2 separate regions of the Sus scrofa genome follow, and region 2 is linked to region 1. A link is a contact called in public HiChIP or PLAC-seq data. All regions are on one chromosome and are shown on one strand. Each heading gives the region's core, a stretch centred on a gene start, on an enhancer-like site or on the middle of the called end of the contact. The rest is flanking DNA. Distances are from core to core; before and after follow the strand shown. Region 1 overlaps PHACTR2 (phosphatase and actin regulator 2). Region 2 overlaps PHACTR2 (phosphatase and actin regulator 2).

The links. HiChIP or PLAC-seq counts read pairs in DNA pulled down with a chosen protein or histone mark.
Region 2: an H3K27ac HiChIP or PLAC-seq map of alveolar macrophages shows a contact between it and region 1. The contact joins two enhancer-like sites. A contact is called at or near these places in 10 of 47 Hi-C or Micro-C datasets (alveolar macrophages, fetal heart ventricle, heart right ventricle and 5 more) and 2 of 2 datasets of contacts at active chromatin or transcription factors (alveolar macrophages and skeletal muscle).

What each region holds. Positions count from the first base shown.
Region 1 is chr1:21,559,243-21,561,942 of Sscrofa11.1, reverse strand. All of the region lies in intron 1 of PHACTR2 (phosphatase and actin regulator 2), which reads left to right. Among named protein-coding and RNA genes, the nearest start is that of LTV1, 130 kb to the right of the region's middle. Within about 2 kb of position 1,277, at least 9 of the 83 cell types and tissues checked have an H3K27ac peak or open chromatin away from gene starts, as enhancers often do. A contact at or near this core is called in alveolar macrophages, where this site is marked.
Region 2 is chr1:21,668,896-21,671,595 of Sscrofa11.1, reverse strand. The region is part of intron 1 of PHACTR2 (phosphatase and actin regulator 2); the gene reads left to right. Among named protein-coding and RNA genes, the nearest start is that of PHACTR2, 53 kb to the left of the region's middle. Within about 2 kb of position 1,360, at least 5 of the 83 cell types and tissues checked have an H3K27ac peak or open chromatin away from gene starts, as enhancers often do. A contact at or near this core is called in alveolar macrophages, where this site is marked.

The DNA.
Region 1 (2,700 bases), core at 28-2,527:
GTAGCAGCCCCGTTGAGTCAGGTTGGGGATCCAAAGGTGATTCGTGTGTGACTAAACACATTCGTATCATATCCCATACACATCGCAAAACACTGAGAAAGCTTTCATTGATACCTTCCTATCGCTGGTTAAATTTCATAGGACACTCTTTACTGGGATGGACAGTTTGGGTGGATTTGCTCATCTCATCACAAGTGGTGAAGATAGTGTTTCAAAAGCACACTCACCACCTTAAGCTTCAAAATTCCTTCATTTACATGCATTATGTCCCTTAAGACACTTAAACCCACAGGTACCATTGGGATGCATCTGAATCGAGCAATCCTGGATCCTTTCTTAAAAGGATTTAAAACTCTCCAGTAACCTCAGAAATTATTTATTTTTTTATTTTTTTATTTTATTTTATTTTTTTTTGCCTTTTCTAGAGCCGCACCCATGGCATATGGAGGTTCCCAGGCTAGGGGTCCAATCAGAGCCTATGCCACAGCTCACAGCGACATGGGATCCAAGCCTCGTCTGCAACCTACACCACAGCTCACGGCAATGCCGGATCCTTAACCGACTGAGCGAGGCCAGGGATTGAACCCGCAATCTCATGGCTCCTAGTCGGATTCGTTAACCACTGAGCCACCATGGGAACTCCAGAAATTATTTAATTTTTTAAGGCATTTCTGGACCAGGAGTTTCCTAGAAGTAAGGTAGACCTTGAGATGGCTGAGATAAAAAAAAAAAAAAAAAAAAAAACACATTGCCAAAAAGCTGCAAGCAAGAGCCAATTCTTTTGTGCCTTGATCTGAATCCAAATAGTGATGGGGTGGGGGTAGAGGTGGGGGCATGTAGGAACTGTTAACCAGGCTTCCACTCCATTAGTGTGAGACTGTCACTTTTGTCTTTAAGGGCATTTGGCTGATTAGAATCTGCTGAGCAGTCACTCTAAGGAAGGTTAAAAGTCACAGAACATTGGTGTTCTTCCAAGTGAGAACACTTCACTTAGATCCGAGACACTGATCTTTCAGATGCAAAGTTCAATATCCTAAGGCTTAGAAATGAAGTCTTATTATGCTGTGGAAATAAGGGATAAGGACTTAATGAATAATTACTTGTGGATTTGCAGTGCCAACCCAACCTTATTTTTATTGCTAGAGACCTAGTTCCTCTGGGCAAAGAGAAGGAGCACAGGGTTCCAGTTCGACCTCAAAAGGGGGAGGGTGCAGAATAAACAGAGGTCTCCTTTGCAGTGATGCCTTAGCCAGTCAAGTGGAAAACAATTCCCAGTAAGCAAGAGACCTTCAGGACTTGACCGTCTATGCTGAACTCAAAGGTGGCCTTAACTGCAAAGCATCTGAAGTTCATGGCGTCGCAAAACAGAACTTTTTTTCCTCTTTAGATTTTGACATCAGGCATATTTGGAAACAGGAATAAAATGCAACTTCCTGTTCTTGGCAGCTATAGCAAAAAGAAAAAAACACTAAAAGCAATAACAACTCGTAGCCCAGCTAGATATAGACTGTTTCATAATTGGATTTTCAACGTGAATCACTAAATATTTTGTTAACCAAGTAAGCAACCAGTGTTTTGAATAATGTATATGTTTTTTTTCACTTTTTTATTTTTTGCAGGTATAAGTATAAAACTAAATCGTGCAACTTCCCAGCTGATGGGAAACAGAGCTGAGCCCAGTTCTAGCTACTCTCTCCCATTCTTGTAGGTGACGCCGACCTGCTTGCTTTCTTCCTTTCTTCGTCCAGGGCATTTCTGCTGTAGGAGAATGAAAATCTCCTTGCGTGCTCATTGATCTCAGCAGCTCCCAGCAATTGTCCTGAGACCAGTGGAGAACGCCGGGGCTCTATGCAGGAGTCTGTTTTTTGGGGTGAGGTGTGTTTTTCTTTTCCTGGAGCCCTTGGAAGACCAGGAAAATAGCTTTCAAAGAAATTTCACTGCCCCGATTGCTCCAGATCATCATAATCTGCTTCTATCATGTAGTCCCCTCCAAACCATCTAATAGCCCCTTTTCCACTTGCTTGGGTGGGGAGTAGGAGAAGAAGTGTGAGGTGTTGACCTTTCTTGAATACTGGGGAAGCAGTATTACCCTTCTCATATATTATCTCTGTTACCCTGGTGTTGACCCAGTTGGTAATTTCATTATCCCATTCTGTGGATGAAGCAAAGACCTAAAGGTTGCAGAACTTGCCCAAGGTTACCAGCTAGGATGTGAAGGAAAAGATTACTCGAGGATTTCTGGCCCCTAAAAGACTTGTTTTTCCTCTGCTGTACTCACAGGTCTCTGTTAATACTTAAATGACCAACTTTTTTTTTTTTTTTTTTTTTTTTAAGCGTATGCAGGTTGTTACCAGGGTACGAAATAAGCTTAAGAATTTAACAAAATAAAACATTTTCATGCTTCTCTGGAAGTTTTAATATAAAGCAATATAAGTGTCCATTATTTCTCCATTTGTGTTTGTCCCCCCCCCCCTTAAGATACTGGTTAACAAGAGATATTTGTTTCTCAATTGCAAATTGAAAGAGGTGAGGTGGGGTTTTCTGTTTGTGTGTGCATGTGTGTGCTTTCTCATTTTTTTAACATGATTTTTATTTTTTCCATTATAGTTGGTTTACAGTGTTCTGTCAATTTTCTACTGTCCAGCAAAGTGACCCTGTCACACACACACGTACATTCTTTTTCCCACATTATCCTCTATC
Region 2 (2,700 bases), core at 111-2,610, 110 kb before region 1:
TCCCATTTTAGTTAATTTTTGATATGTATGTTCTTATTGCCATTTTATTAATTGTTTTGCATTTGTTTTTGTTGGTCTTTTTACTTCTCTTGTTTTCTTCTTGTGGTTTGATGACTACTTTTAGTGTTGGGTTTGGATTGCTTTTTCTTATTTGTGTATATATCTATTGTAGATTTTGGTTTGCAGTTACCATGAAGTTTTGATATAGGAGTCTATACACACACACACACACACACACACACACACACACGCACAAGATTGTTTTAAGTTGTTGGTCTCTTAATTGCAAGTGCATCTCCAGTATCCTGCTTTTGTACCCTTCTCTTCTCGTAATTTCTGGTTTTGGTAGCATATTTGTGTGTGTATAATTTCCTACCTTTACTATATATATGCCTTTACCAGTGAGCCTTGTTGTTTGTAATATTTTTGTTTCTAGTTTTGGCTTTTTCTTTTCCACCTTGAGAAGTTCCTTTAGTATTTGTTGTAAAGCTGGTTTAGTGGTGCTGAGTTCTTTCAGCTTTTGCTTGCCTGTAAAGCTTTTGATTTCTTCTTCAAATCTGAATGAGAGCCTTGCTAGCAGAGTAATCTTGATTGGAGGTTTTTTCCTTTCATCACTTTAAGTTTATCATGCCGCTCCCTTCTGGCCTGCAGAGTTTTGCTGAGAATCAGCCAGTAATCTTATCAGGCTTCCCTTGTATGTTATTTCATTCTTTTCCTTAGCTGCTTTCAGTATTTTCTCTTTTGTGTTTAATTTCAGTCAGTTTGATTAATATGTTTCTTGGGCTCTTCCTCCTTGGGTTTATTTTATATGATTATTTGTTCTGCTTCCTGGATTTGTGTGAGTGATTCCTTTCACATGTTAGGGAAGTTTTTGGCTATTATCTCTTCAAATATTTTCTCTGGTTCTTTCTTCTCCTTTGACACCCCTATAATATGGACGTTGTTGCCTTTAACATTGACTCAGAGTTCTCTTAGACTGTCTTCATTTCTTTTCAGTCTTTTTTCTCTTTTCTGTTCTGTGTCAGTAATTTTCACCAGTCTGTCTTCCACCCTACTTATTGGTTCTCCTGCCTCCTGTATTATACTGCTGGTTCCTTTTAGTGAATTTTTAATTTCAGTTATTGTATTTTGCGTCTCTGCTCGCTTAATCTTTAAATCTTCTATTTCTTTGCTCAGTGCTTCTTGTAATTTATCAATCTTTGCCTCCAATTTACTTCCAAGATCTTGAATCATCTTTACTATCATTAGTCTAAAGTCTTTTCCATGGTGTGGTCTCCTTTTTGCAGACAATAGGGTTGTAACCTCTCTTGCTTCTGAGGTCTGCCCCCTTGTGGCTGAAGCTAGTATGGGGGTTTGTTGTCTTGTTGCAGGCTTCCTGATGGGAGGGTCTGGGGCCTGCCCACTGATAGGTGGAGCTGATTCTTATCCCTCTGATGGGTGGAGTTTTGTCTCTGGGTATAATTAGATACAGTTGTGTGCCTGGGGTTAGGGGAGGTGTCTTTAGGCAGCTTGTTTGCTGATAGGTGGGGCTGAGTTCCCACTCAGTTTTTTGTTCAGCCTGGGGCTTCTCAGCCCTGAAGGGTGGAGCCATGTTTTTCCAGACTAATCACCAGTCTCTAGAGGTCTAGGGACTGGTGATTAGTCCCTAGATCTTTGTCTCCAATGTCCTTCCCTCACAATGAGCCTCAGTCACCCCCTGCTTTCCTAGGAGATCTCCAAGAACCGCAGGCAGGTCTGCCCCAGATTCCTATAGAGTCTTTGCTTTGCCCTGGGACCCAGTGCACAGGAAAGACTGGGAGTCTCCATTTCCCCCAGTCCTGTGGCCCTCCTGTGCACGAGGTCCACTGACCTTCAACCCCAGATGCCCCAGGGCTCCTCCTCCCAATGCCAGATCCCCAGGAGTGGGAACCTGACATGGGGCTTAGAACTCTCACTCCTGTGGCTGAACCTCTGCAATATAGTTATTTTCCAGTCTGCAGGCCACCACTCGGAGGGTATGGGGTTACTTATATAAAGTCATTGCCCCTCCTCCCTTCTCAATGTGGCCTCCTCTTTGTCTTCTGAAGTAGCATATCTTTTTCAATAATTTCCAGTCTGTTTTTTTGAAGATTATGCAGCAGTCAGTTGTAATTTTGTTGTTTTTATGAGAGAAGGTGAGCTGCAGTTCTACTCTGCCATCTTAATCTCATCTCTCTGTGGCAAGAACTTTTGAAAAGAGGTCTATAGAATAAGAATCCTATAGAATCGAGCAATAGCAGAGTTGTATGGCACATGTCTTGACTGGAAGGCAGCAATCCCACTGGCAAGAGTGAGGCTAAGGTAGTTGGCAGTCATTTCAAATCTGGCTGGACAACTTGATTCACTCATTCAACAAGTATTGATCGAATTGAAAAAGTAATACATTTCCAACACTGCTAAGTGCTGTGGGTACAAATCTTTCAAAGACATGGTTCCTGACCTCAAGGAGACTCTAATGTGGATTAAATGAAATCATACAGGAGCGTGATATGTGAGAAAAAGGAATGTGTATATGTATGTGTGACTGGGTCACCTTGCTGTATAGTAGAAAATTGACAGAACACTGTAAACCAGCTATAATGGAAAAAAATAAAAATCATTTTAAAAAATGAAATCATACATGTAAAGAGCCTGGCAGGTAGTAAAGGGTCAGTAAAATTTAATTCCCTTTCCGTTCAGGAT